Linked DNA regions of Rattus norvegicus: region 1 is linked to region 2. The links are chromatin contacts, called in public Hi-C maps. All regions are on one chromosome and are shown on one strand. The core of a region is the stretch at or near the end of the contact, and the rest is flanking DNA. Distances in the headings are between cores, read along the strand shown. Region 1 holds the start of Nop56 (NOP56 ribonucleoprotein). Region 2 has its middle 41 kb from the start of Tgm3.

Region 1 (5,280 bases), core at 1,337-3,836, 210 kb after region 2:
TGCCTTGGAATTTACTATGTAGCCCGGGTCTGTCTCTGACTCCCAAGTACCAGAATTAAAGGTGTGTTCCACCATGTCCTGCCAAGCATCTGTAGCTTCCTAGTTGTAATACATACACATTTCTTTAACTATTCAAGTCTACTTCATTACCCAAGGCAGCTTCATTATAGACCGTTTACAGCCAACTTACTCCATGATTCTTTTTGCTCACTGCTCTCACGGCTTTTATATTCTAAATTTATACAAAATTTACACATATATGAATATGAGATATGCTATGTGTGTCCAAGTACGTACAGCTAAGACAACAAGATTTACAACCAATTTTCCATACAACTGTGACATGACCTCCTAGTCTCTATATCCTACTTAATATTGCCCATGAGCTACCAAATTAACTCTGTAACCTACTAAGAGATTCTAACCTCTTACTAGAAACACATTCTCTAGTAGTTAAGTACCTCTAAAGCCATAAAGATTTAGGGTTAAGTTAAAAAATAATGGAGTTACATGGTGTTACTATTTCCCATTATATTCTGGAATCATCCATTTGACCATGTATGGCAATAATTTGCCCTGTTTAAGAAATTAAGTTTTCAATAGATTAATTTTGTCATTCCACTCTAAAAAAATGTGAAATGTGGGGCTGATGAGATGGCTCAGTGGGTAAAGACATTCCTTACCAAGTCTGAAGGCTCAACTTAATCCCCGGAACCCATGTGGTAGGAGAGAACCAACTCCCACAAGATGTCTTCATCTACACACGCAGTGCCATGCACACCCACAGAGAAGCAAACACACATACACAGTAACATCTTTAAAAATGAGACAAGTAGGGCTGGAGAGATGGCTCAGTGGTTAAAAGCACCTGACTGCTCTTCCAGAGGTCATGAGTTCAATTCCCAGCAACCACATGGTGGCTCACAACCATCTGTAAAGAGATCCAGTGCCCTCTTCTGGTGTATCTGAAGACAGCTACAGTGTACTTATATATAATAAATGAATAAATCTTTAAAAAAAAAAAGAGACAAGTAGTGACTTAGTTTTGAGATCATGAACCAAAATGCAGTAATAACCATATCTGTAAACAATACTGAGATTATTATGATTTAATCAGTAATGCTTAATATAGATTTATAAGTGCAATAAAATGAACTATGTGCTTCCAATTTTTTGCTGTTGAAACACTTTACTCAGAGGGCTGGGGAAAACCTGGAGAAATCCTGTCTGCTGTCCTGCATGGGGCAGACCTTGGAGATCTCCCAATCTCTCTGTGCTTCAATATTTAAAATGTTTATGTGTATGAGCATTTTGCCTACATGTATGTGTGTGTACCACATATATGGCTGGTACCCGTGAAGGCCAAAAGAAAGCAACAGATCCCCAGGAACTGGAGTTACAGGTAGATGTGAGATGCTATGTAGGTGCTGAGAAGTGGACCTCGGACCTCTGGAAGAGTCATCAGTACTCTTGACCACTGAGCCATCTCTCTACCCGACGAATGAATTCAGTAAATTCACTGAGTTGAGAAAACAAATCAGATACAACTTATAAATGTGCCTTATGGTTATAAGAATTTTCAAAATCCCTTTAGGAGTTGCAGTAGAGTTCAGCTGGTGGAGGCCCTGCCTTGAATTCGCTAACAGATACACAGGACTGGTAGAGGTTCAAAGAGCATACACGTAGTCAGCTACAGAGCCGCCAGAAGGTGGGGGGGAGGGGTAAGGAAGGGAGGAAAGGGAAGAGGGAAAAAGGAAGAGTGAGGAGGTGAGGAAGGATGAAGGAAAGGAAGAGGGGAATGGAAAGAAAATGAGGAGGGAAGGGAGGTAGAGGAGAATCCCCTTAGCATTATTATTTTCTTTAAGGCACAGACTAAGAGGCAATCAAGTTTGGGACTTAAAATGCTAAAACTAAAGTTATGTGGGTTTTTTTTCCTCTTTAAAGCAAGAGTAATTTTAAATTAGATACCTTGGTGTGCCAACAAATGACATTGTTAAACAAGAAAGCAGCTTCTTGGAAGGATTCAGGGCCCACTCAGCCATGAGCACCACGTGGTGCCGAGCAGAGCTCGGTTCTATGAAGCAGGGCAAGGAAGAGAACTAGCAAGAGGTAAACCGCCATTATCTACGCCACTGCCCGCACCAACACTTTTTTGAACAACAAAATTTAAGAGGAAGACGCAGGCAGCAAGGAGCCGCCATTTCTGCAGCGTCGGGGACCGGGTCCCAGGCGGAAGGCGAGGACCAGGACTGTCTGGGCAGCGGGAAACCGACAAAGTTCATCAGGGAGCCTTTCGTTCCCTCACCGAGTTCCGCCTCCCGGCACATGGGTAAAAAAGCACGAAAAACGGAGAAGAATGATCTCCAGGCTCTGCGGCCTGCCGGTAAGACCGGCGCCATTCATTCCCGACACAGTCTCAGCTCGCTCAGGCTCAGAGGCCCAGATGGGCAGGCCCGCTCGCGCCCGCGTAATCCAACCCGCCCGACGGACGATACCACACCCGCAAATCCCTCCGAAGACCTAGTAATGGTTCCGTCCCCAGCCTCTGATTGGTCCAACAGGAGAAGGCGTGGCCTCCGCAGTCTGGTTCCGCGCGCCAGAGCGCGCTACCCGCATTGCGAGCTGGGCACGGAGCAGGCGCCATGGTGAGGAGTGGTTGTGGGTTATTTGCGTTGTGAAGGCCTCAGTGTGCGTCTGGGTTTGCATTCAGGTTTGGGCTCGGAGTTTGGGCCAGGGCCTGCTCTAGCAGCGGCCCAGCGGACTCGGAAGTTTGACTAATGGCCGCGCGCCGGTTCCCTTTTCAGGTTCTGCTGCACGTGCTCTTCGAGCATGCGGTCGGCTACGCGCTGTTAGCGCTGAAGGAAGTAGAGGAGATCAGCTTGCTGTTGCCGCAGGTGAGTGGAATCGGTGGGCTCGTGGTGCTGCAATGCAGCCCCTAAGGCCGCCAAACCCCAGCATGCACCGCGTGTTCCCACGTGGCCGACCGCACCGAACGGGGAGGGGGGCAGAGCTGTAGAACGAGGGGACTCTAAGGCTAATCTATATAATAGGAGAGGTTGTAGATCAACATCTCATACTCTCATTTCTTAAGAATTAGAGTCCGGATGCGGGCCTAGGCACCAATTGCTACAACAGCTGGTGTTCCTGCTTTACTGCGCGGTAGAGGCCAAATTCAAAGAAAGCCCATTCATCCTCTCCACAGGTGGAGGAGTGTGTGCTTAACCTTGGCAAATTCCACAATGTCGTTCGTCTGGTGGCCTTTTGCCCCTTTTCTTCATCCCAGGTTGCCTTGGAAAATGCTAATGCTGTGTCTGAAGGTGAGCTCCCCCCCCCCCCCAGGGATGCGTGTTTCTGAATGGCTGATGATTTTCTTCTAAGCTTGATAGATTCTAGGCATTATTTGAGACCTACAAGATGGCAGTTTAAAACAGTTAAATGCTTCACAATTGTGCTCCCGGACCTGTGGTTGAGTCAGGCTTTGCAATGATGACTTGAAAAATCTGTCAATCCCCTGAGTGATCGATGATGACTCCATGTTTCTGAGCAATGCCTGAAGGGATGGGTGTTCCTGTATGGTCGGAGTGGAGGCACAGTCCTTCCTCTGTTACAGTTGGGACATTCTTCGTCGCGTTAAGAGCTGTGTTCTTTGTTCCAAGGTGTTGTTCATGAGGACCTCCGCCTGCTCCTGGAGACATACCTGCCATCTAAAAAGAAGAAAGTACTTCTGGGGGTCGGAGACCCCAAGATCGGTGCTGCTATACAGGAAGAGTTGGGGTACAACTGCCAGACTGGTGGTGTGATAGCTGAGATCCTTCGAGGTAAGAGTCCTGTTCAGTGTGTTGCCTCTACCATGTGGATGAAGTACCACAGAGGCCAGGAGAGGGGCTGCTGGTTTCTAGTAAGCAGCTATGAGTGGTTATGTGGGTTCTAAAAGGTCCTTAACCATAGTCCTGCCTTCTTTTTAGGGGTTCGTCTGCATTTCCATAACCTGGTGAAGGGTCTGACAGATCTTTCTGCTTGTAAAGCCCAGCTAGGGCTGGGACACAGCTATTCTCGTGCCAAAGTTAAGTTTAATGTGAACCGGGTGGACAACATGATCATTCAGTCTATAAGCCTTCTGGACCAACTGGATAAAGATATCAATACCTTCTCCATGCGTGTCAGGTAAGGTGCAGAAGCCACCAAACACTGGTTTTCTTCGGCCTAGTTTAGCTAATGCAAACTTAAGGTCAAGCAAGGCTGATAATTTGTGGGTAGAATCATGGACCAAAGCCAGGCCTCCTTGTGCTTACCACAGGCTGTGTTCCTACACTGACTGTATAGAAAGAGGAGGCAGAATAAACTACCCTGTGTACACCTCAGCCTAGGCCACCATGCCTGGTCTGTATTGTGAATGGGTAGACAGTGATTTGAGGGAGCCTGGGACCTGAGATCAGGTTTGACAGCTGGGTCAAGGTGTGATTGTCCCTCTGCAGGGAGTGGTATGGGTACCACTTTCCAGAGCTGGTGAAGATTATCAACGACAATGCTACATACTGTCGCCTGGCTCAGTTCATCGGGAACCGCAGGGAGCTAAATGAAGAAAAGTTAGAGAAGCTGGAAGAAATTACAATGGATGGAGCCAAGGCTAAGGCCATTCTGGATGCCTCTCGGTCCTCCATGGGTCAGTGCGGAGCGAGGCAGCCCGTATAAGGTACGAGGCTCCTTGAGTATCTGGTCCCCCTGTTCACACTAGGTGTTTCCTAGGCATGGACATATCTGCTATCGACTTGATAAACATCGAGAGCTTCTCCAGTCGTGTGGTGTCTTTGTCAGAGTATCGCCAGAGCCTACACAATTACCTTCGCTCCAAGATGAGCCAAGTAGCCCCCAGCCTGTCAGCCTTAATTGGGGAAGCGGTGCGTCATGGGGAACACAAAAGTGGGGGAGTAAAACATAGCATTCTGTACCGCTATACTTGTGGCTAGCATGCTGTCCCTAGTTGTTGCATGGTGGGGAGGAGGAGAGGGGAAAGAGTGGTAGGTCAGGTTTCTGTCCACTCACCTGCCCTCCTTGGGTCTCTCTCCAGGTAGGTGCACGTCTCATTGCCCATGCTGGCAGCCTCACCAACCTGGCCAAGTACCCAGCATCCACAGTGCAGATCCTTGGGGCTGAAAAGGCCCTGTTCAGGTACCAGTGAGGGCGCCTGCCCATGTCAGGTGCTGCTTCTGGTGTCCACTGCTTTGTTTGGGGATTACAGTGATGGCTGACCAGGACTACCTGACCTATAGAGGCCTCTAC
Region 2 (5,165 bases), core at 1,989-4,488:
CTAATAAACTTCTCACCCTGCTTGGGTTCTGGACTATTTTAGGAACAAAATAGACTGGAGAGATGGACCTGCAGCCAAGAGTAACGGCTGCCCGTCTACCTGGGTTTGATTTCCAGCCACAACATGGCAGTTCATAACCATCTGTAACTCCAGGTCCAGGGAATAGATGCCCTCTTCTGGCCTCCACAGGTACTGGGCACATATGGGGTGAACAGACAGACATTCAGGCAAAACATTCATACACATAAAATAAAAAGAATTTAAAGACAACAGTATGACAGATGACATTTAAAATTATACATTGTGTGTCTGCTTATGTCCCACTGACTTGAACTTAGTAACATGGTGCCAGTTAATTGCCAGGTCAGCTAGGAGGTGTGGCCATTAGCTGGGGGAACTTGTACTGAGCTAATACATATAGTTTTTTTATCACTATGGCAACAACAACAACAATTAAAAAAGGTAACCACGAGCCTGCATGATTTCCTCTCCCAACACACAGGCAGTGTGGGTCAAGAACATGCAGGAAACCCAGAGAAGCCAAGAGCACCAAGAGGAAATTGAATCCTTTATATGTAATTATTCTTTCCAAATTACCCATCAGGCAAGACTCCATCCCCTACCCTGCATGGTACAGAGAGAAGCTTCAAACTCGCATAGGAGGCATTGCCCCTTGTAAAGAAGAGACCTTTCCCTAGGTCAGACCACTGACTATTTACTCCTCTCCACACTTCCCAAATTGGGGTTGCCCTGCAGAGCCTCAGCTATGCTTTTTGGAAAACACCCTCTAGCCTTTGAAACTGGATTTGTCGTTTAGAGTTAGGTGGGGACACCCACTTTCAGCTGCTAAAGAAACAAAACCCCTTGAGGCATATATATATATATATATATATATATATATATATATATATAATCAAAATGGGGTTAGAAATGCATGAGAGGTGACACTTAATGCAAAGAAAAGAGGAGCAGGTAGAGACTGGCCCTGAAGACTGCGGTCAGGCCTGACTCACAGGAAAGAAGAAGCAGACGGAAGGGACTCTAGGAACACGGCATGGCTCTAGGAAAACCTCAGCCAGCCCCATGGCCAGCTGTGTGCAGCAAGTTCTCCCGTGGAAATGTTTACACAGACTGGCTGTGCTAGTCATGGCTAAGGCTGTCCTAGAAGCCCATAGTCTCAGCTCAAGAGCTGAGGTGAGCCCAGAGCATCAGGAAAATACGAGGCAGCCCACTTCCATGTCTGCTGTGTGGATCCTGAAGGTAAATCTGACCTTCTGTAAACTCTCACAAAGCAGACCAGATTTGCTTTACCTCTGCCCATTTTAGCCAGCCAAAGGGTACACAGGAGACAGAATATGCACGAGGTATGCATTCTGCTGTGCACCGTGCCCGTGACACCTCTGAGGAGAACGGTGCTTCGTGAGAACACCTTAGATTCCTTACTTTAATTGTCAAGTCTTATCTCGCCTCACTCTTACCAGGTGAAGAGATAAGGTAACACAGCATCCCATGAGTCACCTCCTTTGAGGAACAGAAAAGAAAAAAGAAAGAAAAAAAAAAAGACTTGGAGCTTTGAGGTTGCATTTGCTAATCCAAAACTATCAACCTCCAGAGTTATGCTGAAGTGAGATATACACATTCTGATTGGTTAAGGCACTTTCGATTGGACATACCTTAGCTCAGTGTCCTAGTCAATACATCCAGATCAACTCCCAGCTCCCACACGGGGGCTCACAAGCATCTGTAACTCCAGTTCTAGAGGACCCAATGCCCTTTCCCCGTAGAGCATGGGAATCCACATGTTGTACAGACATACATACAGGCAAAGCATTCACACATAAAGTTAAAAATGAATATTTTTTAAAGACAACTACTGTCAAATTGGACAACTACACACCGCTACAAAAACTGAATCTGAACTATAAAGTTGGTATGAATTAAATGTAAAAAGATAAAAAATTATGTATTCTGCAAGTGGTGACTGAAAGAAATCTGGAAGGGGCATACAAGTATGCAGAATAGACAAAGATGTTACCAGAGACAAAAATATTTTCTAATGGTAAAATATCAATACATCAAGAAAATTAGAATTGTAAGTACCCTCATATTTCTTTGACCATGGGAACACTAGCATCAATACCAAATATGCCTGCCAAGCTCCCAAATGAATGAAAAGTAATAGAAAGCCTTCAGAATGCCGATGGGTGACAGGGAGCATGAAAGAGAACCGCTCTGCGGAATTTTAACACGTATGCACAGCTCATCAGACTTTATATGTTGAGGGCTGGCTGAGGAACCAAGACTTCTCCTGAGTCTCTGACGTATGGAGAAGGGATTTAGTTCCTTCTCGAGGGTCTTGCTTAACAGAGCTGGTAATGTGCCTTGGGGGAACTATAGCTTCAGACATGACCCCCAACTCTTCCCACCCTACAGGGCTGCGGTTATCAGTCTCAGACCCCGTATGTACAGTCTGTAACGTTCATGAGATACCTTGGGTTCCCCTTGTACAACATTGTTTGATTAGCTTCATATGATCTTGCCCTTATTGTATGATAGTTTCCACGGACTGTCTCATTTCTTCCCTAAAAGTAATATATAAGGCGATGCATTTCTTTTATTTTTAAATGTATTTATTTATTATATATGAGTACACTCTAGCTGTTTTCAGACACACCAGAAGAGGGCATCAGATCTCATTACAGATGGTTGTGAGCCACCATGTGGTCGTTGGGAATTGAACTCAGGACCTCTGGAAGAGCAGCCAGTGCTCTTAACCACTGAGCCATCTCCCCAGCCCAGCGCTGAACTTCTTAATAACCTTGTTGCAATAAATAACATAAATAACATAAATAACAGTTTATGCAAGGCCTCCTGGTCCCAAACTTTCTTCTCTATCATCCTTCCTATTTATCTCCTGATCTCCTGCTCCTCTCACTCGGGATCCTGTCACTGAAAAAGCAACCTGCTGGTCCACGTAATTAAAAACCAGTCTATAATAGATTATCTTACTTTCTAATGAAATTTTAATGTTTGAACACATGCAGCCACATTAAGGTATTTTATGCGAGCGTGTTAACAACATCAAAACATTTTAAATATGTAAAAATATAAGAGGATTGGTTGTTTTAAAGTAGACAGTGACATTCCCCGACTCCTCCCACAGGATATACTGCAGCGTCTTCTTCCCCGTATTTTATAGTCCTTAGAAATGGGAAAGAGGCACCCCCTAGTGGTCTATGGGAGAATAACATACATAGTATGTAAATCTGATGGGCTATGCTTGAGCTTGAATTCTGTGGGGTTGAGGGTGTGGGTGTTTTAAAATATGTCGGTGGTACACTTCACCCTGCATGCTGTGATCTCCAGGCCATGAAATTACCAGGCAAAACTTTCAGTGAGTGATAAATGATTAATGAGTCCCTACTATGATCAGGTTGTAAGGATTGGGGGCAACGCTTGGTGGTTTCTACAGGTTCGTGGTCACACAGACTGGGAGACTGTGGGGGGGGGGGCAGGAGATAGATGACACGGTGAGGACTCAGATAGACTTTTACCACAAATCCAAAAGTGATTAGTGCTGGGAACACTCGAGAGGAGTGTGGTGTATGTGTCACTGTGATTGGCAGTGTTTAGAGTCACCTAGGAGACACACCACACCTCTGAGCGTACCGGTGAGGGTCTTTCCAGAGAAGGTTAACTGACTTACCCTGACTGTGGGGAGCACCATGCCTTGGGTTGGGGTCCTAGACGAAAGACAAGGAGAACATTCACAAAACACACCACCACACACCTCGCTCCACGTCCTGAGCATGCGCACACGGGACCAGCTGCCCCACCTCCCTGCCATCACAGCCAGAGATGCTCTCACTGTTCTTCCTTCCTTGCCCTGCCAGAACCCACTGCACTCTCAAAGTGTGAGCTAAATAAAGTTGTTCTTTCTACGAGAGAAGTAACTAGTATTTAGTGGAAGTTGGCAAATCAAAGTACAAGAGAAATGCCTATAGGAGAGGCCTGGTTTACGAAGTTTCAGAGAAGGGCAAGGGCTCTATTGGGAACTGGGCTAGAGACCATCCACAATACACTCTTATAAGAAGAATCTGGGAAGCCCGTTCTTTTCTGAGGGGAGGCAGAAAGGGGGTGGATCTGAGGGAGAGGGAAGGTGGGGAAGAGGGTAGGGGGAAGGAAAGGAGGGAGACTGACCGGGATGAAAAACGTGAGTCGGAAATTGGGGGGGGGGGGAATGGTTATCTTAATAAACAAATCTACATGTAAAAACAAAAAACAAAACAAAACAAAACAAAAAGGACATGGCTACATTCTGCCTGTGTCCTGAAAATCAGAGTGGAGGTGAAGTCAAAAGAAATAAGCCTATTTGTTTGGGGAGGAAATTGCAGGGCAGATCATTCTGCAGACTATGAAATGGTTGTCACTTGTCATACATCTGTGGTGAGAGAGTACAAATAAGTAGAAAGTGTGCGTTTTGGTGAGAGTGCTAAGTCAAATGATCATTCAACATATTTGTGCCAGAAAGACTTAGTCAGTGAACGGATGCACTGGGACAAGCGAGTCTCAATGCAAAGCCCAAATAACATGAAAATCCAGGACAAAATGTCCCCTGCAAAAGCGACTGACCAATCCCATAGTCATGGCCCCAGTAGAGTGACTTGGATAAAATTCCAGACAGAGAATTCAAAAGGAGCACGAGTAAACCTGTGGGTGCTTTGAAAACGATATGGATAATCTCCTGAAGGGAATCCTGGGAACATAAACAGCTGGATTAAACGAGGGAAGCAATTCAATTTGTGAAAATAGATATCAACAGAGACAGAAATACTGAAGAAAAGCCAAGTTGAAGGGAAACTGAAGAGGAGGTTCCATAAAACACAACGCAAAGGAAAACCCCAGGGCAGGACGTCAAGGCCTGCAGACAGCGGAGAGGAGGTAGACCACACAGTCCAACTCAATGGCAAATGTTCTAAAGTACAAAGGGAATGTGCGAGATCTTTACAACACCATGAAAAGGCCATATCTGCAAATATAGACAAAGTAGAAAAATCTATAGAGAAGTCAATAAAATATTTTCAATAAACTCCCCAAATATGTGGAAAGAAGTGTCCTACCAGGTATAAGGAAACCAAATAGACAGAGCCAGGAAGAAAGAATTC

What was found. A called contact is a pair of places that touch in the nucleus more often than the background predicts.
Region 1: a Hi-C map of psoas muscle shows a contact between it and region 2, with 3 times the contacts expected there. The contact joins the promoter of Nop56 here to the enhancer-like site in region 2. A contact is called at or near these places in 11 of 12 Hi-C or Micro-C datasets (the A7r5 cell line, the Rat2 cell line, Schwann cells and 6 more) and 1 of 1 datasets of contacts at active chromatin or transcription factors (oligodendrocytes).

The regions. Positions count from the first base shown.
Region 1 is chr3:137,927,593-137,932,872 of GRCr8, forward strand. It overlaps Nop56 (NOP56 ribonucleoprotein), which reads left to right and starts at 2,587. Exons shown (of 12, transcript NM_001025732.1): 1 at 2,587-2,645; 2 at 2,805-2,894; 3 at 3,203-3,317; 4 at 3,657-3,818; 5 at 3,966-4,164; 6 at 4,476-4,663; 7 at 4,747-4,898; 8 at 5,069-5,169. The coding sequence starts at 2,643. It overlaps Snord110 (small nucleolar RNA, C/D box 110), which reads left to right and starts at 3,479; the gene lies at 3,479-3,547. It overlaps Snord86 (small nucleolar RNA, C/D box 86), which reads left to right and starts at 5,232; the gene lies at 5,232-5,280. LOC134478803 (small nucleolar RNA SNORA51) reads left to right here and starts at 4,276; the gene lies at 4,276-4,407.
Region 2 is chr3:137,719,848-137,725,012 of GRCr8, forward strand. No RefSeq gene overlaps it. Among named protein-coding and RNA genes, the nearest start is that of Tgm3, 41 kb to the left of the region's middle. Within about 2 kb of position 3,239, at least 1 of the 93 cell types and tissues checked has an H3K27ac peak or open chromatin away from gene starts, as enhancers often do.